Linked DNA regions of Mus musculus: all the other regions are linked to region 1. Evidence: chromatin contacts called from public HiChIP or PLAC-seq data. All regions are on one chromosome and are shown on one strand. Each heading gives the region's core, a stretch centred on a gene start, on an enhancer-like site or on the middle of the called end of the contact. The rest is flanking DNA. Distances are from core to core; before and after follow the strand shown.

The links. HiChIP or PLAC-seq counts read pairs in DNA pulled down with a chosen protein or histone mark.
Region 2: an H3K4me3 HiChIP or PLAC-seq map of bone marrow-derived macrophages shows a contact between it and region 1, with 4 times the contacts expected there. The contact joins two enhancer-like sites. A contact is called at or near these places in 3 of 115 datasets of contacts at active chromatin or transcription factors (CD4 single positive thymocytes, bone marrow-derived macrophages and embryonic stem cells) and 1 of 9 other capture datasets (embryonic stem cells).
Region 3: an H3K4me3 HiChIP or PLAC-seq map of bone marrow-derived macrophages shows a contact between it and region 1, with 4 times the contacts expected there. The contact joins two enhancer-like sites. A contact is called at or near these places in 1 of 15 datasets of contacts at CTCF or cohesin (the NIH/3T3 cell line) and 4 of 115 datasets of contacts at active chromatin or transcription factors (bone marrow-derived macrophages, embryonic stem cells and extraembryonic endoderm stem cells).

The regions. Positions count from the first base shown.
Region 1 is chr6:73,180,576-73,184,590 of GRCm38.p6, forward strand. It overlaps Dnah6 (dynein, axonemal, heavy chain 6), which reads right to left. Exons shown (of 77, transcript NM_001164669.1): 12 at 1,132-1,252. Among named protein-coding and RNA genes, the nearest start is that of Dnah6, 39 kb to the right of the region's middle. Within about 2 kb of position 1,651, at least 30 of the 459 cell types and tissues checked have an H3K27ac peak or open chromatin away from gene starts, as enhancers often do. A contact at or near this core is called in bone marrow-derived macrophages, where this site is marked.
Region 2 is chr6:72,989,078-72,992,870 of GRCm38.p6, forward strand. No RefSeq gene overlaps it. Among named protein-coding and RNA genes, the nearest start is that of Gm31547, 16 kb to the right of the region's middle. Within about 2 kb of position 1,349, at least 98 of the 459 cell types and tissues checked have an H3K27ac peak or open chromatin away from gene starts, as enhancers often do. A contact at or near this core is called in bone marrow-derived macrophages, where this site is marked.
Region 3 is chr6:72,935,553-72,939,565 of GRCm38.p6, forward strand. No RefSeq gene overlaps it. Among named protein-coding and RNA genes, the nearest start is that of Tmsb10, 21 kb to the right of the region's middle. Within about 2 kb of position 2,564, at least 125 of the 459 cell types and tissues checked have an H3K27ac peak or open chromatin away from gene starts, as enhancers often do. A contact at or near this core is called in bone marrow-derived macrophages, where this site is marked.

The DNA of each region.
Region 1 (4,015 bases), core at 401-2,900:
TTCAGAGTATTGAAAGTTAAGGGGTGTGAGAAGCAGGTCCACTGCCTGTCATCTACCTCTGTCTGGGGGCGAAGGGGTGTGGCTGCATGCTTGAGGTCATCTCCCTCTGTCTGGGGGTGATGGGGTGTGCCTGCATGCTTGAGGCCTTGCTTTCCTCGAGTCTGCAAGCAGTTCCATTATAAAGTGTTCACAGGCTCTACTTCATCCTTTGCCCCTCCCCACCAGAGCCTCATGGTAGGTCCTGGGCCTGTCAGCAAATATAGTTACAGTTGGGGGGGAGGGCGGGGAGAAGGAGGAGAAAAAAGAAATAGGAGAAAAAGAAGGAGGAGGAAGAAGAGGAGGAGGAAGAGGAAGAGGAGGCACAATGTCTGTTCTTTCATAAGATCACAATTGAATCATAAAAGAAGAAAGCCATAGGCTGCCAGTATACCTCAGAGCATACATCAGGCCCTTCATTTAACCCCTGTGAGTTAGATGATATAAATTATTAAGCTGGTTATTTGGAATAGATCTACTTTGTGTTCAAAAACCATATTTTATAAAAATAAAAATTGGATTTTTTTTCCTGAAAATAAAACGCCATAAAATCAGTCCATAAGGTTAAAAGGTCACTCGCTTGCATCATGCTCTGGAAAAGACATCCTGTGAAACACGTCCAACTCCTGTCACACCCAAGAATAAGGATTCCAATGGAATGGTTTGTCCCCGGGCCTGAATTCAACACTAAGAATTGTTGATCATCCTCACCAGGTCTCAGGGTGGTATAGGAAGAAAATTGTATCTTGAATTTCTGAGACAGAGGGCTTCTGTAAGCCTTGCCTGGCAGGAATGGTAGAATCCCACCTCCTTTTCAACTCTTCACAAGGCACACAGGTCTTACAGCAACCTCGACAGATGGGCCACGCGTGACTGAGGAACCACCCCGCACTTTACCAGATACAGGGATGCGGGCGCAGAGGAAAGAAAATGAGGGATTCCATGGGAAATACCAGATGTGCATAAAGTCCTGCCTTTGCCTGGTCAAACGTTTCAGGTCAACACTCGGTGTCACTGAACACCACCAAACAGAAACCCAGAAGACGACAGGTCTTGTTATCTCGGTCAAATGTGCTTTAGCGAGGGCAGACTCACCAGGCTCCTCCTGCTTCAGGGCTTCTAGATCCAGACTCTCGTTTTCCTTGAAGAATAACTGAAACTTTTCAAATGTCGCTGCGTACAAGCGTGCAGAGTCGAACGCTGCGTGAATTGTTTCCTAAGTGGTGACAGATGAACAAGACTGATTTTTTCCCCTAATATTTCTAGTTACGTGTGTGTGTGTGTGTGTGTGTGTGTGTGTGTGTGTGGTGTGTGTGTGTGTGTGTGTGTGTGAGAGTACGGGCACATGAGTGCAGGTGCCCATGCCCATGGTGGACAGAGGTGTCTGATCCCCCAGAGCAGGACTTCGAAATGTGAGCTGCCTGGTGTGTGTGCTAGAAATGAAGCTTGCACCCTCTGAAGGATCAGTGTGTGTGGTTAACGTCGGAGCCATCTTTCTAACTCTCAAGGGAATTTTTCCTAAGTAGAACACACACACACACACACACACACACACACAGAGCACATCACACCACACCACACCACACCACACAGCACGCATATGTAGATCTCAGTTCTCTATTTTTCTACCAGCCAATAAAAACCATGAGTTCATGACTCTAATCTCAATGCAAAACCATTCAGTTCAGAAAGTGGTCTTTCTTTCCCCACTTGTTAATTCTTTGAAGATATATAATCTCTTCATTCCTGTGCTGGTTAGGGTTGTGTGTTTGTTTTGTTTTGTTGTCACTTTGCTATGAGCTAGAGTGATCTTGGAAGAGGGAACCTTAACTGAGGAATTTCCCTCATTAGATAGTCTGTATGCAAGTCTATAGGGCATTTTCTTGATTAATGATTGGTGTGGGAGGGCCCAGCCCTGTGGGGACAGAGCCATCCCTGGTTTGTTTAACAAAGCATTCGGAGCAAGCCCTGAGGAGTGAGCTAGAAAGCAGCCTTCTTCACTGTCCCTATGTTAGTTCCTGCCTCTTCCTGACCTAACTTAACTCACTGACTGACCACAACTCAGCTGTAAGCTGAAGTAACCCTTTCCTCCCCAGGTTGCTTTTCGTCTCGGTATTTCATTACAGCAATAGCAATCTAACTAGTACAACTGCCCACAATATGGTTTTACTTATTTGTTCAACTGTGGAACACACAGAAAGTGGTCTGGGATTGCAGATACACTGATTCCACGGACAAAAGCAAGCTTAGAAGTTAGCATAAGGTTATGTGGCCAAAGTCCTAACTACTATGTTCAAGTTTATGTGGGGCCCTGAGTTTCAAACCTTTCATTAATAATGATGATGAGGAGGGTGATGGTAGTGGTGGTGATGATAAACTTGCTTTCATCCTCATCTTCCCATTCTTCAGTGTAGTTATGTTGCTCAACTAACTTGGATTTATTTGGTTTTGTTTGTACTTTATTCCCCCTCCACTCTTGTTTAGAACTATATTAAACCTACACTCAGAAGGGTTACTCTCCTTATTGTTTGCACTGCACACCCCCCACTCTGACCCTTCCTGAATCATTTCCACACTCTCCAATGCAGAGCTGTTTTCCTTGGCTTCTGGTTTACGGGCCTCTCTGCCCTGCCCCCTTTTCTGACGCAAAAAGGACAGATGACAGAAAACTGTCTCTTGGCTTGCTCACTTCACAGTGAGTCTTGGATGTCACTCCATACAGTTAACCCCTGTCTTCCTGCCCGGGGATGGGTATTTTGATAGTTTCTGATGTTTCCGCAATCAGAAGCAAGATGCTAAGAGTAGCCTCATGTGTATGTTCTTTTCTATCTCTGACCCTGTGTTTTCAGGTGTGTCTAGAGGTGGCATTGTTAAACCAAAAAGCAAATGCACGTTTAGTTATTTTCCCTCATACAATGCAAGTTCTTTATTCTCTGCATGGCTGCAGTGGTGCAGGGTGTATGATTTCCCACAGGTTAGCCCACGGGAGGTTTTGGCACACTTTTTAATTTCACAAACATGTTAGTTGAAAGATGCTAATTCAGTTTTCTTTGACTTTGCACTTAGCTGATGGGTGATGTAGTATCATCTCTGTTTGGTTAATAGTTTTTGGTAGGATTTCTGCCTAATGCTTTGGCCATCTTTCCTCCCACCTGTAGTCCTGTCACCCAGAGCAAAGTTTCTTCGTGCCTTAAGAGGCCAGGCTGGATGATATAAATACATTCTCCCAGTTTGCAAATGTACTTTTACTAATGATTCAAATTCACCTTAACCAACATCTACACAGTAATCTCAGAGCTTCTAAAGACTTACTTATTTGTTTGTTTCTTTATTTTGATGATCATTTCTTTTTATTCTAATGGTGTTGGCTAGGCCTCTGTTCTTATTTCTTTTCTATTTGGTCTTCCTTATGATGATAATGGTATGTTAAAGTATTTTATTTATGTTATTTTTATTATGTTCTATTTGTGATTTAGCCTGCTTCTTTGTCATACGAAAGCGTCTCCTGACATATTTGATCCACATACATTTATATTTCATCACAAACTGTGGGTTTTAAAGTACTTCACTGTCTTTGATGCATTAGTGCTTATTGACTTAACACTCCTCTGTCTGGCATGGAGGTTAACATAGTAGGTCGGAAACTGATATCTTCAGCAAGATCTGCCTGCAAAGAAGACCGCTGTTCAATATCAGAAAACCTGGCTTTCAGAAAGGGCTCCATCATCATTTATCTAGAATGTGAGGCCCATGTCTGAATAATTCAGGAAAACATGTGGTTTATGCTGAACATCTGCTTTCCCTCTGGGGAGTCTGGCAGTTTGGTTCATGCTAGGCATAGCATGCCTTTGTGGTGAGACTCAGTAGGAACCTGGATATTGGGATGCTACCAGGCGCCCCTTCCTACACAGTTTCTGTGAGCCTTGCCACTAGTTGTGGAAGGGATCAAGTGTCTCTACTGGGAGAGGGCTCTGGGGAC
Region 2 (3,793 bases), core at 99-2,598, 190 kb before region 1:
AAGATGCTAGGGCCTTGTTCCAAAAGCTGGTGGGATCTCAGAGGCCAGGTGGTGGCCACAGGCATCCAGCCAGCTCAGCGCACTGCATACCTCACAGGATTCCAGCCTGGCGAGCAGCTGCAGCGCTGACAAACAGGCAATAGAGCTAATCCTCAGGCTTTTCAAAGAGCCCAATGATGTCACTTCCTCATTCCCGGAGGCGTGCTTTAAGACCCTCTAGGATGCAGGATGCCGGACCCACCTGCTCCTGCTCTCCTCATTGGTTGCATTCATCCAGCATAACTTTCAGCTCTCTCCCTCCCCTGTCTCCTCTCCCTTCCTTTTTCTTCTCTATTCTTCTCCCCCTCTCTTTTCTCTTCTGTCTACACTCCTTTCCTCTCTTCTTTCTTTCCTATCTCTTCCTCCTCCTCCCCACCCCATTACCATCTGCACACAGGAGTCAATATTTCCTTAGGCCATAATGCTATTGTGCAATTTTGAGGTCAAAAGGCACACACACTTTAAATGGCGCTAAGTACCTTACAGAAGAGTTTGATGTTCCTATTGGTTGCTGACAAGCTTTCATTTTCACCAGTTTGAGAGGTGGTTTTAATTTGCTTTTAAGTTTTCATGGTTGGACAAGGAGGCACATGGTGGTGATCCTAGCTCTTGTGAGTTTGGGGGAAGATCATGAGTGTGAGGCTAGCCTGGGCTACACGGTCTTTTGGGCAGGTCTTGTGCTGGTGGCCATGTCTGTTGTGTGTCTGTGATTGCCACGGCCATGCCCTTTCTAGGGGACAGCTTTTCGGGACGCTCCCCTCCATCCTCCAGCTCTTACGATCTCCCCACCCCATCTGCCTCCGTGGGCCCTGGGTGTTGGAGATGGGTGCAGAGACGCACTGTTGAGGGCTTGCACTCTGCAGTCATTTGTTCTCAGCACTTTGACAGGAGCTGAGTCTCTGCATTAGCAGTTGCCCTTTGCACAAAGGAGCTTCTCCAAGCCAGGCTGGGGGCAGAACTTTGCCAGCTGAGAAATGTAAATGCTTTGGAGGGAAGTCATGCTTGGAGTACGGGGAAACTGAAGGACCTCTGGGATGCTTGTGCAACTAGAGACTTATGTGTTTTCACATCTTAATCACTGGCTGCTGCAGTGTGGTGGCCGGAGGGTGTGATCTGCAGATCTTTCTAGATGCTAGTTCCGGGAAGCTTCTACTTAGTTCTCTCTCCCAGAGTTCAGTCAACCATGGAATGGTTGGGTGGGTGTAGGTGTAGCTTCTGTAAAGTCATCATTTCTCCTCTGCCTCTGCCAGAGCCTCACCAGGTCCCCCAAGTCTCCCTTAATTCATCTCACACTTCCACTTTCGACTTTCGCTTTCTCTGACTTCCTTTCCATGCTGTAGTCTAGTGAGCTGAATAAGCATGCATTTGGCTGTGCAAACCTCTGCAGGGCTCTGCAGGACCCCTGCCTCCTTACTACTGCAGCTCTGGAGACCTCCCCTCTGGTTCAGTGTCTCTGTCTCTCTCTGTCTCGGTGTCTCTGTCTCTCTCTCTTTCTCTCTCTCTCTTACCCTTATGGCCTTGATTCAAGTCTGTGACCACACTCCTTCTCTCAGACCTCCTGGCCTTCGCTAAGCTGCTCTGAAATAAACTCTTCTGAAGTTTAGTTTAATTTGGACGATTCCAGTGGAAAACTCAGGAAAGATGGACTTGGCACACTCATTATTTGTCTCTTGTTAGCCTCTGGATCCTGGTTGCTTGCTTGCGCTCTAAAATGACCAGGAAAGGTTTAATTTAGTATAGTTTATTATTAACTAATTAAATGTGTGTGTTTGTGTGTATGTGTGTGTGTGTGTTCTAATGTCTGAGTAGAGGCACACATGTGCCGTGGAGCATGTGTGGAGGTTGGAGGACAACCTTCCGTGCTGGTCCTTACCTTCCATCTTGTTTGAGGTATGGTCCTGTGTTTCCTGCTGTGTACACAGGCTGGCTGATCCAACGGCTTCCTGGCAGCCTTCTGTCTCTGCTTCTCATCTGGTTGTAGGAGAACTGGGGATTATAGATGCATGCTACTGTGTCCAGCTCTATGTGGGTCCTGGGGACTTGAACTCAGATCCTTACCCTTCCACCTCCCTATAACTCCAGCTGCAGAGGAACCTGTTCTGGTGCTTTCGCACTCAAGCATTCCTTCATCTTGGGTCCACCTTTCCCCTAGGACAACGGTTCTCAACCTTCCTAATGCTGCGGCCCTTGAATACCCAGTTCCTCATGTCACGGTGAAATCCACCCATAAAATTATAATCATTGGTACTTCCTAACTGTAACTTTCCTACTGTTATGAATTATAATGTAAATGTCTGTGTTTTTCGATGGTCTTAGGGGGCCCCTGTGAGTGCCAACCCCTTGCTACTCTAGGGACAAATAGCAAGGGGTTGGCACTCTTGTCCTGCTAACCCAAGGACATAATAAGTCTTTTTTTTAAAGCATTGATTGTATGCGGGATGGGATGGGGTGAGTGGAGAGAGGTGTATGCTTGCCACTTAGAATCTGTGGAGGCCAGAGAACAACTTGTAGGAGTTGGGGGGTGTCTCTCTTTCCACTCTGTGGATTCCTAGGATTAAACTTAGGTTGTCAGGCTTGGCAGTAAGTCCCTTACGCCCACTAGTGAGATGGCTATCTTACCAGGTCTGAGAATGGACTTTGTTTATCAGTTTTGATTTTTGAGACAGTGTCTCACACCAGGCTGGCCTGGATCTAACTCCCCATATAGTCCAGGCTATCTTGGATCTAACTCCCCAAACAGTCCAGGCTGGCCTGGATCTAACTCACTATGTATTCCAGGCTGGCCTGGATCTAACTCCCCAAACAGTCCAGGTAGTCCAGGCTGGCCTGGATCTAACTCCCCAAACAGTCCAGGCTGGCCTGGATCTAACTCCCCATGTAGTCCAGAAAGATCTCCAAACCACTGTCTTCTTCCATCGGCCTCTAGAGTGCACTTCCATGCGTGGCTTATGAAAATAATTTTGACTTTACAGTTTCCCTGATCAGGCTTGGGGAATACCGGCAGGTTCCAGGGCCATCCTCTGAGAATGATTACTGTGTTCTGTGTACCTACCTTGTCTTAGGGCAGCAGGTGGGTTTGAAAACTGGGCTACATGCTTTATTTGCATGTTGTGGAGGAGGATCATGGGTAGGTCTATAGTGGGGAGGGTGTTTAGACCCCAGAATAAAAGTTCTGGAGTCTGGTTTCCAATTCAGTGCAGCAATAAGGATCCAATTCTGCAGGCCCATATGCTTGTAAGCTTGCTTGGCTTAAGCATTAGAGAGGTCTGAGCCTTACCTGGCTTCAGGTATTACAGGATTTTTTTTTTCCTGAACATTTGTTAGCTTGCATCTATCTGTTCTTTAACAATATTCAAACAGGGGCTGGGGATGTAGCTCAGTTGGTAGAGCATTGGCTTAGAGCCTGCATGAAGCCTTGGGTTCTATCCCCAGCAAGGCATAAAATGGGAGTGCCTGGCAGTACATGCTGGTAATCTCAGCACGTTAGGGATACAGAAAGGAGAGTCAGCTTCCGGATCACCCTCCGCTGAATGTTTGAGGCTAGTCTAGGATGCAGAGATCAAGCCACGAACAACAAACAATCCCAACAGCACTACGAGGACAGACCCCTTGACTGATCCTTGCTTTTCTCGTCTGCTAGCTTTTCTCTTGATCTTCCTTCTTTTGGAAAGTTCTTCCCCATCTATCCACAAGCATGCCCCTTTACTTCTGTCTAGTCTTCTTGACTCACATGTTTCATGATGTGCCCTTTGCT
Region 3 (4,013 bases), core at 1,314-3,813, 240 kb before region 1:
TCAGTGCTCTTAACCACTGAGCCATCTCACCAGCCCCGTTTTTTTTTATTTTTGAGACACGTTCTCCTGTAGTTCTGTCTGTCCTGGAATTCTCTATGTAGACCAGGCTGGCCTCAAACTCTGCCTGCCTCTGTTTCCTGAATGCTGGGGTTAAAGATGCGCCACCAGGAGAGGACCTTGACACCCTGCTGGCTAAGCCATGTTCCCGGCCCCATGTCTTACTCTGCCTTCTATTGCTGTGACAAACACCATGGCCTAAGGAAACTAGGAGGGGAGAGGGTTTGTGCCTTCCATGGCCTGATTACAGTAAGTCTGACAGGGAGAAGCCGAGGCAGGAACTCAAGCAGGGAAGAAACCTGGGGGCAGGAACAGAAGTGAAGGCCATGGTGGAGGGCCGTGGTGGAGGGCTGCCTATGGCATGGGCATGCTCCTGTAGCTTGCTCAGCCTGCTTTTTGTTTGTTTGTTTTTCTAGACAGGGTTTCTCTGTGTAGCCTTGGCTGTCCTGGAACACTTTGTAGACCAGGCTGGACTTGAACTCAGAAATCTGCCTGCCTCTGCCTCCCAAGTTCTGGGATTAAAGGCGTGCACCACCACCACTTGGCTGGCCTGCTTTTTATACAAGCACCTGCCCGGGGATGACACCAGCAGCCGTAGACTGAGACATTCTCATCAACCATTAATCAGGAAAATGCCTTAAATCGGGTTGGAGAGGTGGGTCAGTGGTTAAGGTCCTGAGTTCAAATCCCAGCAACCATGTGGTGGCTCTCAACCATCCATAATGAGATCTGACTCTTCTGGTGTTTCTGAAGACAGCTACAGTGGACTCACATATAATAAATAAATAAATATTTTTTAAAAATTAAAAAAAGAGAAAATGCCTTAAATCTCTGCTGTCAGGCCATTCTGATGGAGGCACTTTGTCAGTTGGATAGCGTCCAATAGCAAATGAGCTTTGGCTGGAGGAAGGGTCTCTTTCTCCAGAGTTGTGCCCACTTAGGTAGCCAACATGGGGGCCTTTGAAAAGTAGCTTTCCAGATCGGGGGTCAGGATGGATCCATTTGCAGCTGGGGCGCTACAGGTGGGGCAGCGGGATCGGCATGGACCATAGGGATTTGGCAGCAATGGACGATTTGGCAGCAATCAACAAAGATATGTCACCATTTCTCCTTAATTCTTTTGTTCTCATTTTTTTTCCCTCCTAGGGACTACACTTCTCTTGTGCAAAGTCAGATTTCCCAGAGTTTATTACTGCAGCAGCGCTGGTAACTTTCTGAGCGCAGAAAGAAGCCCCGTGGTCTGCACAATGGTAAAGGCGCCATTCGACAGAATGCTGTGGAGAAATGAGATCGGGGAGGAAACTCTTTGTAGACCAGGCTGGCCTCGAACTCAGAAATCCGCCTGCCTCTGCCTCCCGAGTGCTGGGATTAAAGGCGTGCGCCACCACGCCCGGCGAAACTCTTGAACTGATCTGGAACACCCTGTAACACATACTGGTAGGGGGGAAACACAAGGCAGCTGTGTCATATTATACTATAGGAAAAAAAGAGGAAACTTTTTCTCGTGCGAATACAATGTATGTATAGAGAGCATAGTAGATTAGCATGGGGCTGTGGGTTTAATCCCTATCACATTCTCTGGTCCCAAACTCATTCTCTACTTTCTCTAGGTTTGGATTATTTGGGGGAAAGGTATGCCAGATCAAAAACTCTGTCTGTCTTTGTCCCTGTCCCTGTCCCTCTACCCCTCCCTCCTTCCCTCACCCACCCCTAACCCCCCTCGTAGTTTACTATATAGCCTTGAACTCCTGATCCTGCCGTCTCTTCCTCCTAAGGGCTGGCATTATAGGAACAGCCTACTTTTTCGGTCTTGGGCTTTTAAAATTCAGAAGTGGTCACCACCAAGAAATTAACTGAATGTGAAGCTGGTTTAGGGATCACTGCTCTGGTCTCTAGGGCGGGTGCCGTAACCTCATGGCTTTACTCTTGTGGTTTGGTGTCTGTTTCATTGGTGGCTTTTCTTCACTTTTTACTGCTTGGATCACAGGACAGAGCACTGTACTGTGATATGCTCTGCCTTTCCTCCCCCCCATCCCCTACTTTAAGAAAGAGTGTTTCTTTGTAGTCCAGGCTTCCTGCCTCAGCCTCTTGAGGGCTGGGGTTACAGTTGTGTCCCACCATGTCCTGCCTCAGTTATCCTTTGCCCAAAGGCAGTCTTGGCACTTCATTCCTTAGGTCGACATAGCATGAGTCTACTGTCTGTAACAGCTGCTTATCATAGTGTTAGCTTTCATTTGCTACACTTCTTACAAAAGAAGAGAGGCTTTGAGGTTTCACAAATTCAGGGCTTGCTTCTGAAAAGGTCCCGAATCTCAGACTTCTGGGTCACCTGCTTAGGGCTAGCCTGGCTAACTACTGGCAGCTGTGTGGCTACTCCATCAGCTTGGTCACTATAGCTTACCAGATGTAGATGTTTTCTGACAAGTTTGGTCCCTGGTCAAGGCTCTGTCTGTCATCAGCATTTCCTGTTCCAGGGGGAAAGTCCCCTTTCAAGCCACACATGTTTAAAACTGAAACCAGAGTCTAACGGCTACCACGTAGGCAGGACACTACCGATGTCGGGATTCTGGTTCCTTCTAAAACCTGCCCTGGGAGCTCAAGGCCACAGAAGCTCAGGGAGCCCAGCTTCTGGCAGTATCAAAATCTGGATTAATTTTGTCTCCATAAAATAATTTTGTCCTCTGCCTTTCTCCTTCTTTCAAACCTTTTCTTTTTACTTTTCACATTTTAAATTTAGCCCAATGTTGTAGAGTACACCCAGAGATGAAAGGGACCTAGCAGGTGATCCTCTCGTCCTTGGAGGAAGAGAGTCAGAGGCATCTCCCTTATTTCCTTTGGAAAACTCAAGAGAGGGTAGTACCTCACGGGCCAGGCATGTAAGGCAAATGAGAGTAGCTTTCTTGGGTTAGGCTCTGAAGAGCTGCGAGACCTTGGCTTCCATTCATCAGGTAGTGCTCTCCCTAGCCTATATTTATTTTGTTTCTTTGTTTTGGGGATGGGAAGGGGATGTAAAACCGTGTGTGTGTGTGTGTGTGTGTGTGTGTGTGTGTGTGTGTGTGTGTGTCTTGGTAGAGTGCTTGTCTCACACACGCAGGGCCCTGGGTTCAGTCCCCAGTACCGGGTAAACCAGACTGCAGCACTTGGGAAATGGAGACAGGAAGGCCAAAAGTTCTAGGTCATCTTAGCTATATAACAAGTTAGAGTCAAGACTATGCTGTGTGAGACCCTGACAAAGAAATCAACAAAAGAGAATCTGGCCATGAGAAACCCCCAATAAAAGTAACTTTTCAGTTACACTCGGGCACTTATTTATGATTCCTCTTTGCTTTTCCTTCGTCTAAAAAAAAATCTAAGGAATATATAAGCACTCAATCAGGCCTCTTTGCAGAACAAGAAAAGTGTGATGATGTAGGTGTCTCTTTAGTCCGAGCTGGTAACGGTAGGCTTGGACTGGCACGGCAAGCAACACACTGTAAAGCTTCTTACCTGGTGGGACTGATTAGGTCAGTCTTGTCATCATAGAAGATGCTTCAAGAGACCAAGTGTCTCTTCAACCAGCACACCTTCAATCCCAGCACTTAGTAAGCAAAGGCAGGCCGATGTCTATGAGTTCAAGGCTAGCCTGGTCTCCATGGCAGCTTCTATCTGAATGTGTTGTCACAGTTGTCACTGGCCTGATTATCCTGTAGCTCCTTTTCTACAGGAGATAGCTGGCTGGACCCTGGCCTACACTGGCCCTAGCTGACTGAGAATTCTTCCTTTCTTGTTCTAGGGGTACTGGGGTGCTCCCTGCACCCTCTGCCTCTTCCAGCTTCACTAGGAAGAGTCTCTCCTCTGAGACCCTCATGTGAATCTCCAGGTTGCCCCTTCTGTTCAACACTTCTGTATCCCGGGACACTTCTCCATTTGTCTAGCCACACAGTTCCTCCTCAGATCTCCCTTCCCCTACCTTTCAG